3 separate regions of the Mus musculus genome follow, and all the other regions are linked to region 2. The links are chromatin contacts, called in public Hi-C and HiChIP or PLAC-seq maps. All regions are on one chromosome and are shown on one strand. The core of a region is the stretch at or near the end of the contact, and the rest is flanking DNA. Distances in the headings are between cores, read along the strand shown. Region 1 has its middle 59 kb from the start of Gm39940. Region 2 holds the start of Bmp2 (bone morphogenetic protein 2). Region 3 overlaps Gm39940 (a long non-coding RNA gene).

Region 1 (2,700 bases), core at 189-2,688, 250 kb after region 2:
ATTGAATGCTGAGTGATTGATTTGGATTATTGGAACAGAAAACCATATCTTCCGTGACTAGAACAACCTGAGGAAATGTCACTCTGTGATGACAAGACCCCTTCCTCTCTTTGGCCCTGTTTGGAGTAGGATTCAGGAGGGCAATTAGAGAAAATGGGTTAAGATAACAGCAACTTATGAGATTAGTGCTTCTTCCCACATCTTTGCTTAAATCATTTCTAAAACCCTTAAATACTTCCCTTACTGTTAAGGTTCATGAACAACATGGTTGTAGAAGCCGAGATTGACTAGATTATGCAAACTGCAGTTCTGAAGAATCCTAGGCAGTATAGTGCAACTGTGACATTTTGAACCTGATACTTCTTAGGTTTCTATGGACTTATAACCATTTGGTGACCATGGTCATTTGGAGTTTGACCTTTTTGACAGTTTGAAGTGATATTAGAAAATATCATTCTTGTCAGCATGGGTGTGGAAGGTGACACCTCCTTGAGAACTGTGATCCTAAACGCCATTCTCAAACCCCTAACCAGTACCCCGGAGCTCTTGTCTCTAGCTGCATATGTATCAAAATATGGCCTAGTTGGCCATCACTGCAAAGAGAGGCCCATTGGACTTGCAAACTTTATATGCCCCAGTACAGGGGAACCCCAGGGCCAAAAAGGGGGAGTGGGTGGGTAGGGGATTGGGGGTTGATATGGGGGACTTTTGGGATAGCATTGAAAATGTAATCGAGGAAAATACCTAATTAAAAAAAAAAAAAGAAATAGAGGAAAAAAAAGTATCCATTTCCAGAACTTTTGATAAAGCATGGATTCCCAATCTATTTAGTATTTTGGTTATTGTTCATCTATAATGATGTGTGTGTGATTCTAAATTTTGAGTTATTTTGTTGACTTAACATGCATAAATTAATATGCATGATATGTGTATATTATTATTATGTATAATAGGTGTATATTGTTTATCTCAGTGGTCTTAAAAAAATTAAATGTATCTTATTTTATGAAGAAGGATGATCCCCAGCACACAACTTCATTACTAGTCCACAACCAAAGAACTTGTTTATTAAATATGAACTTACAAGCCAGCATACAAAACATAATCCAACTCGACTTGCTTCACCTTTTTTCTCTTTAACTATGGAAGCTGGCTACTTTTACTAGACTGGTGTGTTTGCTTTCTCACTCCAGTGCTTTGGAAGGTTTTAATATGAGCCCGGCTCACCTATGTCGTGCCAGGTACAGAAGAAGCAGGGTGCTGGTGTTTTTTAACTCAGGGCCAGTAGATTGTGTCTGAGAGTGAGCTAAGGTTGTCGGTTTGTAACCTGTTCCTAATTTGGGAACTTAAATTATACAGCTCTCAGAGTAGAGTAGGTAATGGAAAGACCAGTGCACTTAAAATATGAAGGAGGTTGGATGTGATTCTTTCCTGTCCTGCCCGGGGAAGGCCCTCTGAAGTCACGGGGAGGTCCCCAAGCCCATCTGGGAGAGCAGCGGCATCTAGACTTCCATGAAGACATCCTCTTGGATGGCTGTGAAGTGGGGCTAATGAACTCATCCCTAATAAGCAGGCAAGTCCTTTGAGTTCATTTTCCAGGGTAAGATTAGATCATGCTGGAAAACCTCACCAAATAACCTTATAAAAAGAGATGAACTCACTCCCAATTTTCATCAGGTTCTGAAGCAAAACCATAAATACCACTATCCCACCTCAGGCTACTGGAAACAAATTTGCATTTCATTCTCAGGCACAGAAATATCTCTAAGCAAATATTCCAGTCAGCGGGCAGCCTGTGCCTCTTATTTCTTTTTCTGAAAACCCACCTGGTTGGCTATTTTTTCCCCCCTGGGGACTTATTTGGCTCCATGCCACACAGGCCAGATGAAGCTTACAAGCCGTGTGGGGAATTAATGTTTCCTGTTGTGACAGAGGTCACAGTGGAGGCTGGTGAGGCTGCAGGTTATTCTTTGGTGATTCTCGGAGTCAGGCTTTCTTCTTTGAGGAATAACAGTAACTGTTTTCCAGCAAACAGAAGCTTCTTATGAATGAAGCCTTTCCTTAATTTATGAGGGAGGTGGTTTAAAAATACCAGGAGAGTGAGGGGGGGGGATAAAGATTACTAGCACCCAGCTGGAGAACCACAGGATTTTATGTATGGCTTTGTGTGCACATATGACATGTATGTGCATGTGAACCTGTATGAGGACTGGGGCCCACTCTTCAGCACATACGTAGCTGTCAGTTCTTACCTTCTGCTCTGTGTGAAATGGGTTCTCTTTTGTGGTTTTGGGTTTCTTTTGTTGTTTCCTCTCTTCTGCAAGTCTTGTTGGCCCACAAGCTTCTAGGGACTCGGCTGTCTCTGCTTCCCATCCCCTGTAGCAAATCACACGAGGATTCCAGATGATCACACTCCGGTATCTTGCTCTTATATGGGTTGTAGGGACTCAAGCTCAGAGCTTCATGTATGCATGGCAAACACTTAATGCAGGATAACTTTATTTTAAATTTAACCTATGTTCAGTAATGGGTGGCATATGATTTGGTAGATATTGATTATTTTTTCACTATGTCACCCAAATTGTAAGAAATATTTTTACAACACCAGAAAGTACCTCTGTGTCTTTACTCTCAAACCTCTATAAATCTCTCCAAATTTAAGCAGTGTTCTTAATTTTCATCATGATAAATTATTGTGGT
Region 2 (2,700 bases), core at 138-2,637:
CGATCAGCCCTTTTGACTTACACACTTACACGTCTGAGTGGAGTGTTTTATTGCCGCCTTGTTTGGTGTCTCATGATTCAGAGTGACAACTTCTGCAACACGTTTTAAAAAGGAATACAGTAGCTGATCGCAAATTGCTGGATCTATCCCTTCCTCTCCTTTAATTTCCCTTGTAGACAGCCTTCCTTCAAAAATACCTTATTTGACCTCTACAGCTCTAGAAACAGCCAGGGCCTAATTTCCCTCTGTGGGTTGCTAATCCGATTTAGGTGAACGAACCTAGAGTTATTTTAGCTCCCCGACTGAAAAGCTAGCACACGTGGGTAAAAAAATCATTAAAGCCCCTGCTTCTGGTCTTTCTCGGTCTTTGCTTTGCAAACTGGAAAGATCTGGTTCACAACGTAACGTTATTCACTCTGGTCTTCTACAGGAATGCTCAGCCCATAGTTTTGGGGGTCCTGTGGGTAGCCAGTGGTGGTACTATGAAGGCTCCTGAATGTAGGGAGAAATGGAAAGATTTCAAAAAAGAATCCTGGCTCAGCAGCTTTGGGGACATTTCCAGCTGAGGAAGAAAACTGGCTTGGCCACAGCCAGAGCCTTACTGCTGGAGACCCAGTGGAGAGAGAGGACCAGGCAGAAAATTCAAAGGTCTCAAACCGGAATTGTCTTGTTACCTGACTCTGGAGTAGGTGGGTGTGGAAGGGAAGATAAATATCACAAGTATCGAAGTGATCGCTTCTATAAAGAGAATTTCTATTAACTCTCATTGTCCCCTCACATGGACACACACACACACACACACACACACACACACACATCACTAGAAGGGATGTCCACTTTACAAGTGTGTATCTATGTTCAGAAACCTGTACCCGTATTTTTATAATTTACATAAATAAATACATATAAAATATATGCATCTTTTTATTAGATTCATTTATTTGAATATAAATGTATGAATATTTATAAAATGTAATAATGCACTCAGATGTGTATCGGCTATTTCTCGACATTTTCTTCTCACCATTCAAAACAGAAGCGTTTGCTCACATTTTTGCCAAAATGTCTAATAACTTGTAAGTTCTGTTCTTCTTTTTAATGTGCTCTTACCTAAAAACTTCAAACTCAAGTTGAATATTGGCCCAATGAGGGAACTCAGAGGCCAGTGGACTCTGGATTTGCCCTAGTCTCCCGCAGCTGTGGGCGCGGATCCAGGTCCCGGGGGTCGGCTTCACACTCATCCGGGACGCGACCCCTTAGCGGCCGCGCGCTCGCCCCGCCCCGCTCCACCGCGGCCGCCCCGTAGGGCGCGCCGTCCACACCCCTGCGCGCCGCTCCCGCCCGCCCGGGGATCCCCGGCGCGCTGCGCCTCCGAGGGGGAGGTGTTCGGCCACGGCCGGGAGGGAGCCGGCAGGCGGCGTCTCCTTTAAAAGCCGCGAGCGCCGCGCCACGGCGCCTCCGTCGTCGCCGCCGGAGTCCTCGCCCTGCCGCGCAGAGCCCTGCTCGCACTGCGCCCGCCGCCGCTGCGCTTCCCACAGCCCGCCCGGGATTGGCAGCCCCGGACGTAGCCTCCCCAGGCGACACCAGGCACCGGACGCCCTCCCGGCGAAAGACGCGAGGGTCACCCGCGGCTTCGAGGGACTGGCACGACACGGGTTGGAACTCCAGACTGTGCGCGCCTGGCGCTGTGGCCTCGGCTGTCCGGGAGAAGCTAGAGTCGCGGACCGACGCTAAGAACCGGGAGTCCGGAGCACAGTCTTACCCTCAATGCGGGGCCACTCTGACCCAGGAGTGAGCGCCCAAGGCGAGCGGGCGGAAGAGTGAGTGGACCCCAGGCTGCCACAAAAGACACTTGGCCCGAGGGCTCGGAGCGCGAGGTCACCCGGTTTGGCAACCCGAGACGCGCGGCTGGACTGTCTCGAGAATGAGCCCCAGGACGCCGGGGCGCCGCAGCCGTGCGGGCTCTGCTGGCGAGCGCTGATGGGGGTGCGCCAGAGTCAGGCTGAGGGATGCAGAGTGGCGGCCCGCCCGCCACCCAGATCTTCGCTGCGCCCTTGCCCGGACACGGCATCGCCCACGATGGCTGCCCCGAGCCATGGGTCGCGGCCCAGCTAACGCAGAACGTCCGTCCCTCGCCCGGCGAGTCCCGGAGCCAGCCCCGCGCCCCGCCAGCGCTGGTCCCTGAGGCCGACGACAGCAGCAGCCTTGCCTCAGCCTTCCCTTCCCGTCCCGGCCCCGCACTCCTCCCCCTGCTCGAGGCTGTGTGTCAGCACTTGGCTGGAGACTTCTTGAACTTGCCGGGAGAGTGACTTGGGCTCCCCACTTCGCGCCGGTGTCCTCGCCCGGCGGATCCAGTCTTGCCGCCTCCAGCCCGATCACCTCTCTTCCTCAGCCCGCTGGGCCCACCCCAAGACACAGTTCCCTACAGGGAGAACACCCGGAGAAGGAGGAGGAGGCGAAGAAAAGCAACAGAAGCCCAGTTGCTGCTCCAGGTCCCTCGGACAGAGCTTTTTCCATGTGGAGACTCTCTCAATGGACGTGCCCCCTAGTGCTTCTTAGACGGACTGCGGTCTCCTAAAGGTAGAGGACACGGGCCGGGGACCCGGGGTTGGCTGGCGGGTGACACCGCTTCCCGCCCAACGGCGCAGGGCGCCTGGGAGGACTGGTGGAGTGGAGTGGACGTAAACATACCCTCACCCG
Region 3 (2,700 bases), core at 77-2,576, 230 kb after region 2:
ACAAAATGGAGCTCTGTGGAGTCACCAGTGTGTGTGTGTGTGTGTGTGTGTGTGTGTGTGTGTGTGTGAAAGAGAGAGAGAGAGAGAGAGAGAGAAAGAGAGAGGGAGAGAGAGAGAATGCATATGAGAAAAACAGAGACAGAGTAGACATACAGTGAGAGAGGAGAGGGTGCTAGCTGGCAGATGGCAGGTAGAGAAAGGAAAATGACATACAGAAACAATAGCACACCTGGGTTCACGTTGATTCTTCCAGGAATACTTGGCTTTAGACTCCAGTGTTGAGTGTGAATGGCTGAGAAAGAAGGATCCGGGGAGCAGGTGCTGAGGAAACCAAACATAAAGTTATTTAGTGTTGACACCTTCAGTTGTTTAGGTGACTTAAGCACACCTTTCAGTAAGGGCTCACAGTATACATCTGAAAAGAACATCAACACTCCAGCTCTAGTTTAGAGGCCAGAGACGTCTAATGATGGCTATAACTGCCACAGAGTCACCGTTAGGTGATAAGTGAAGCCAATCCCTCACCCTCACCTATGGTGTGCATGAGTAGATGTCTAAAAAACTACCCTATTTTTTCCTGAGCTGAAGGTACGCAGTTAATTGGCTTTTCTTACACTGTTTCTGCCTACCTCTTCATTCATTTACATAGAAAAATAATTTATCTAATTTTATTCCTGTGTCACTGTTCATGGTAAGTACATTCACATATTATCATCTTACAATATTAATGATTTAAACTGTTTTAGTAAAATACAGCAATCATATAAGTACATGATGTTTTTAATATCTGTAAATTGATTAATTTGTTAAGTGTTTTAAAACATGCTTAACTGGGACAGATTTTCAACACTATTTTCTATCATTTATAGAGAAAGTAGAAATTTATAGAGAAAAATAGAAATAGGTTATAAGCTTGGAAAGTAGGTTTCTTATGAGGAAAACAGTTTTTTGTTTTTTTGCTTTTTTTCAATCTTAATTAAACACAGAAATATAAACTTTTCCAAGATAAGACTTGTTAAATTTGGTGGCAATCAAGTCATTTCTGTTTTATCTTCTCTCTTGGCGTTAGATTTAAGGGTTTCTACAGCAGCCTCCGAAGTTCATCATGTGCCACTTCCTCTCATTTTCTTCCCATTATATCAGGTTTCTATTTTGTGATCTGTGTACCCATGGTTGTTTGAAAAGGGAGACCAGACTTCTAGCTCGTAAACATCACTTCCTCTGTCTCATGAATTTATTTAAATGGCTGATACTTGAGCCCAGGGGATTGTTTATCCTAACACCAAGGAGTCAAGAGTGCTCATTACCCCCACTCCAAGCTATCCATAGGTCAACAACAGGAGGCAAGACGCCTCATGCTCTATTGCTCCAAGCCTCTGTTCTCAGACCTTCACTTCCCAGGCTTTGTCCTTTGAGTAGTCAGTCAGTCATCCATTTTATAAAGTCGAGGGAAATGTATGTCCATAGTCCTGTCAAAAGTGCATTGACTTCTTGGCTCATCTGCTATTCGTGTTCTTCATATTTCTCCCTCATCACAGAACTCATAAAATGACACTGATTTTTTTTTTAACCAACTTGGAGAGTCTGTGTGCCTTCTTACAACAGAGCGAGAACCCACAGTTGTCTAAGAATTTAACAGGAAGACTTTTTGCCAAAGAACAGCTTGCATAGAATCATTTCACTAATGTGAAGAGAAAGTATTCTTAGAAACTCACTGTGCGCTCCTTGCAAGCAGATTTGCAATAGCTTCTGCAATAACTTATATCCTGATGACTTTCTCCATGAGTAGGTGATATTATGATATTATTAAGTTTAGAAAAATTACATGAAACTCTATTCAGCTTCGGAGACTGGTTAATATGACTTAATTCTGAAGTCATTTAACTTTAGCCTATTTTTTTTCCTTACTGGCCAACAGAATGCCCATGATAATTCTTTCTGATTTTAGAAATTTTGCCTTAAAATCTCATTTGCTCTGAGTCAGGGGCATTGAATTGCAGAGGTCTAGAGTTGACAAGGTTAATGGTGTCAGAGCAGATGCCTTATTACCGTGTATCAGCTGTATGCTTGCCCTCTGAGAGAAGCATGCTTACCATGTAGTTTCTCCTGACAGTTTCCCACAATGCAGATCATTTTGAAGGTTATTTCCACCAATACACATGTCATCTCCTATGCCTGGTTCCCACCATGAGAGACTGGCCAATAGACCTAATGGTGTGATCTTGGACTCTTAGGGTTTTTCCCAATTCCTGATTCCCTGATAGAGATATAATTCTCTAGCACAAAGCCTTATAAGAGCAGGAATGAATGCTTTTACATATTAAAGTTTAGGGGAGATAGGGTATCCAGATTTGCCTATTCTCTTGGTTATGATGGGCCAAATGGGATGCTAACTTCCAGTCTGTTTCTTCCACGGGTTAGGACCTCCTGGTCTATTCTCCTGGCTTTTTATGAATCAAAACAAATGATAAAAAAAATTTATTTCACTTATCTCCACAAAATGCTTCATTAGGGTGAATGTCAACTGAAGGTGAATGAGTCTCCATCATTGGCACACAAACCCCAGATCTGTCACAGGTGATTGACTCCATTTGACAAATAAAAGCTTGACAGTGTTAAGCCTTTCTAAACCCCTGAAATGACTCACTACATGTACTTGCCATACTTTTGTGGGCATACCCATCTTCAGACACTCTTATT

Evidence for each region. A called contact is a pair of places that touch in the nucleus more often than the background predicts. HiChIP or PLAC-seq counts read pairs in DNA pulled down with a chosen protein or histone mark.
Region 1: an H3K4me3 HiChIP or PLAC-seq map of embryonic limb bud shows a contact between it and region 2, with 3 times the contacts expected there. The contact joins the enhancer-like site here to the promoter of Bmp2 in region 2. A contact is called at or near these places in 10 of 39 promoter capture datasets (cranial neural crest, embryonic stem cells, frontonasal cranial neural crest and 6 more), 12 of 484 Hi-C or Micro-C datasets (the AML12 cell line, cerebellum, cerebral cortex and 5 more), 5 of 115 datasets of contacts at active chromatin or transcription factors (craniofacial prominence, embryonic forebrain, embryonic limb bud and 2 more) and 2 of 9 other capture datasets (embryonic stem cells and embryonic tail).
Region 3: a Hi-C map of nephron progenitors shows a contact between it and region 2, with 3 times the contacts expected there. The contact joins the enhancer-like site here to the promoter of Bmp2 in region 2. A contact is called at or near these places in 12 of 39 promoter capture datasets (cranial neural crest, embryonic stem cells, frontonasal cranial neural crest and 7 more), 17 of 484 Hi-C or Micro-C datasets (the AML12 cell line, Sertoli cells, cerebellum and 7 more) and 9 of 115 datasets of contacts at active chromatin or transcription factors (bone marrow-derived macrophages, craniofacial prominence, embryonic forebrain and 5 more).

The regions. Positions count from the first base shown.
Region 1 is chr2:133,801,008-133,803,707 of GRCm38.p6, forward strand. No RefSeq gene overlaps it. Among named protein-coding and RNA genes, the nearest start is that of Gm39940, 59 kb to the left of the region's middle. Within about 2 kb of position 1,439, at least 3 of the 459 cell types and tissues checked have an H3K27ac peak or open chromatin away from gene starts, as enhancers often do. A contact at or near this core is called in embryonic limb bud, where this site is marked.
Region 2 is chr2:133,550,772-133,553,471 of GRCm38.p6, forward strand. It overlaps Bmp2 (bone morphogenetic protein 2), which reads left to right and starts at 1,388. Exons shown (of 3, transcript NM_007553.3): 1 at 1,388-2,580. RefSeq lists promoters at 1-2,353, 1,350-1,548, 2,038-2,353 and a cis regulatory region at 366-376.
Region 3 is chr2:133,782,490-133,785,189 of GRCm38.p6, forward strand. All of the region lies in intron 1 of Gm39940 (a long non-coding RNA gene), which reads left to right. Among named protein-coding and RNA genes, the nearest start is that of Gm39940, 41 kb to the left of the region's middle. Within about 2 kb of position 1,327, at least 9 of the 459 cell types and tissues checked have an H3K27ac peak or open chromatin away from gene starts, as enhancers often do. A contact at or near this core is called in nephron progenitors, where this site is marked.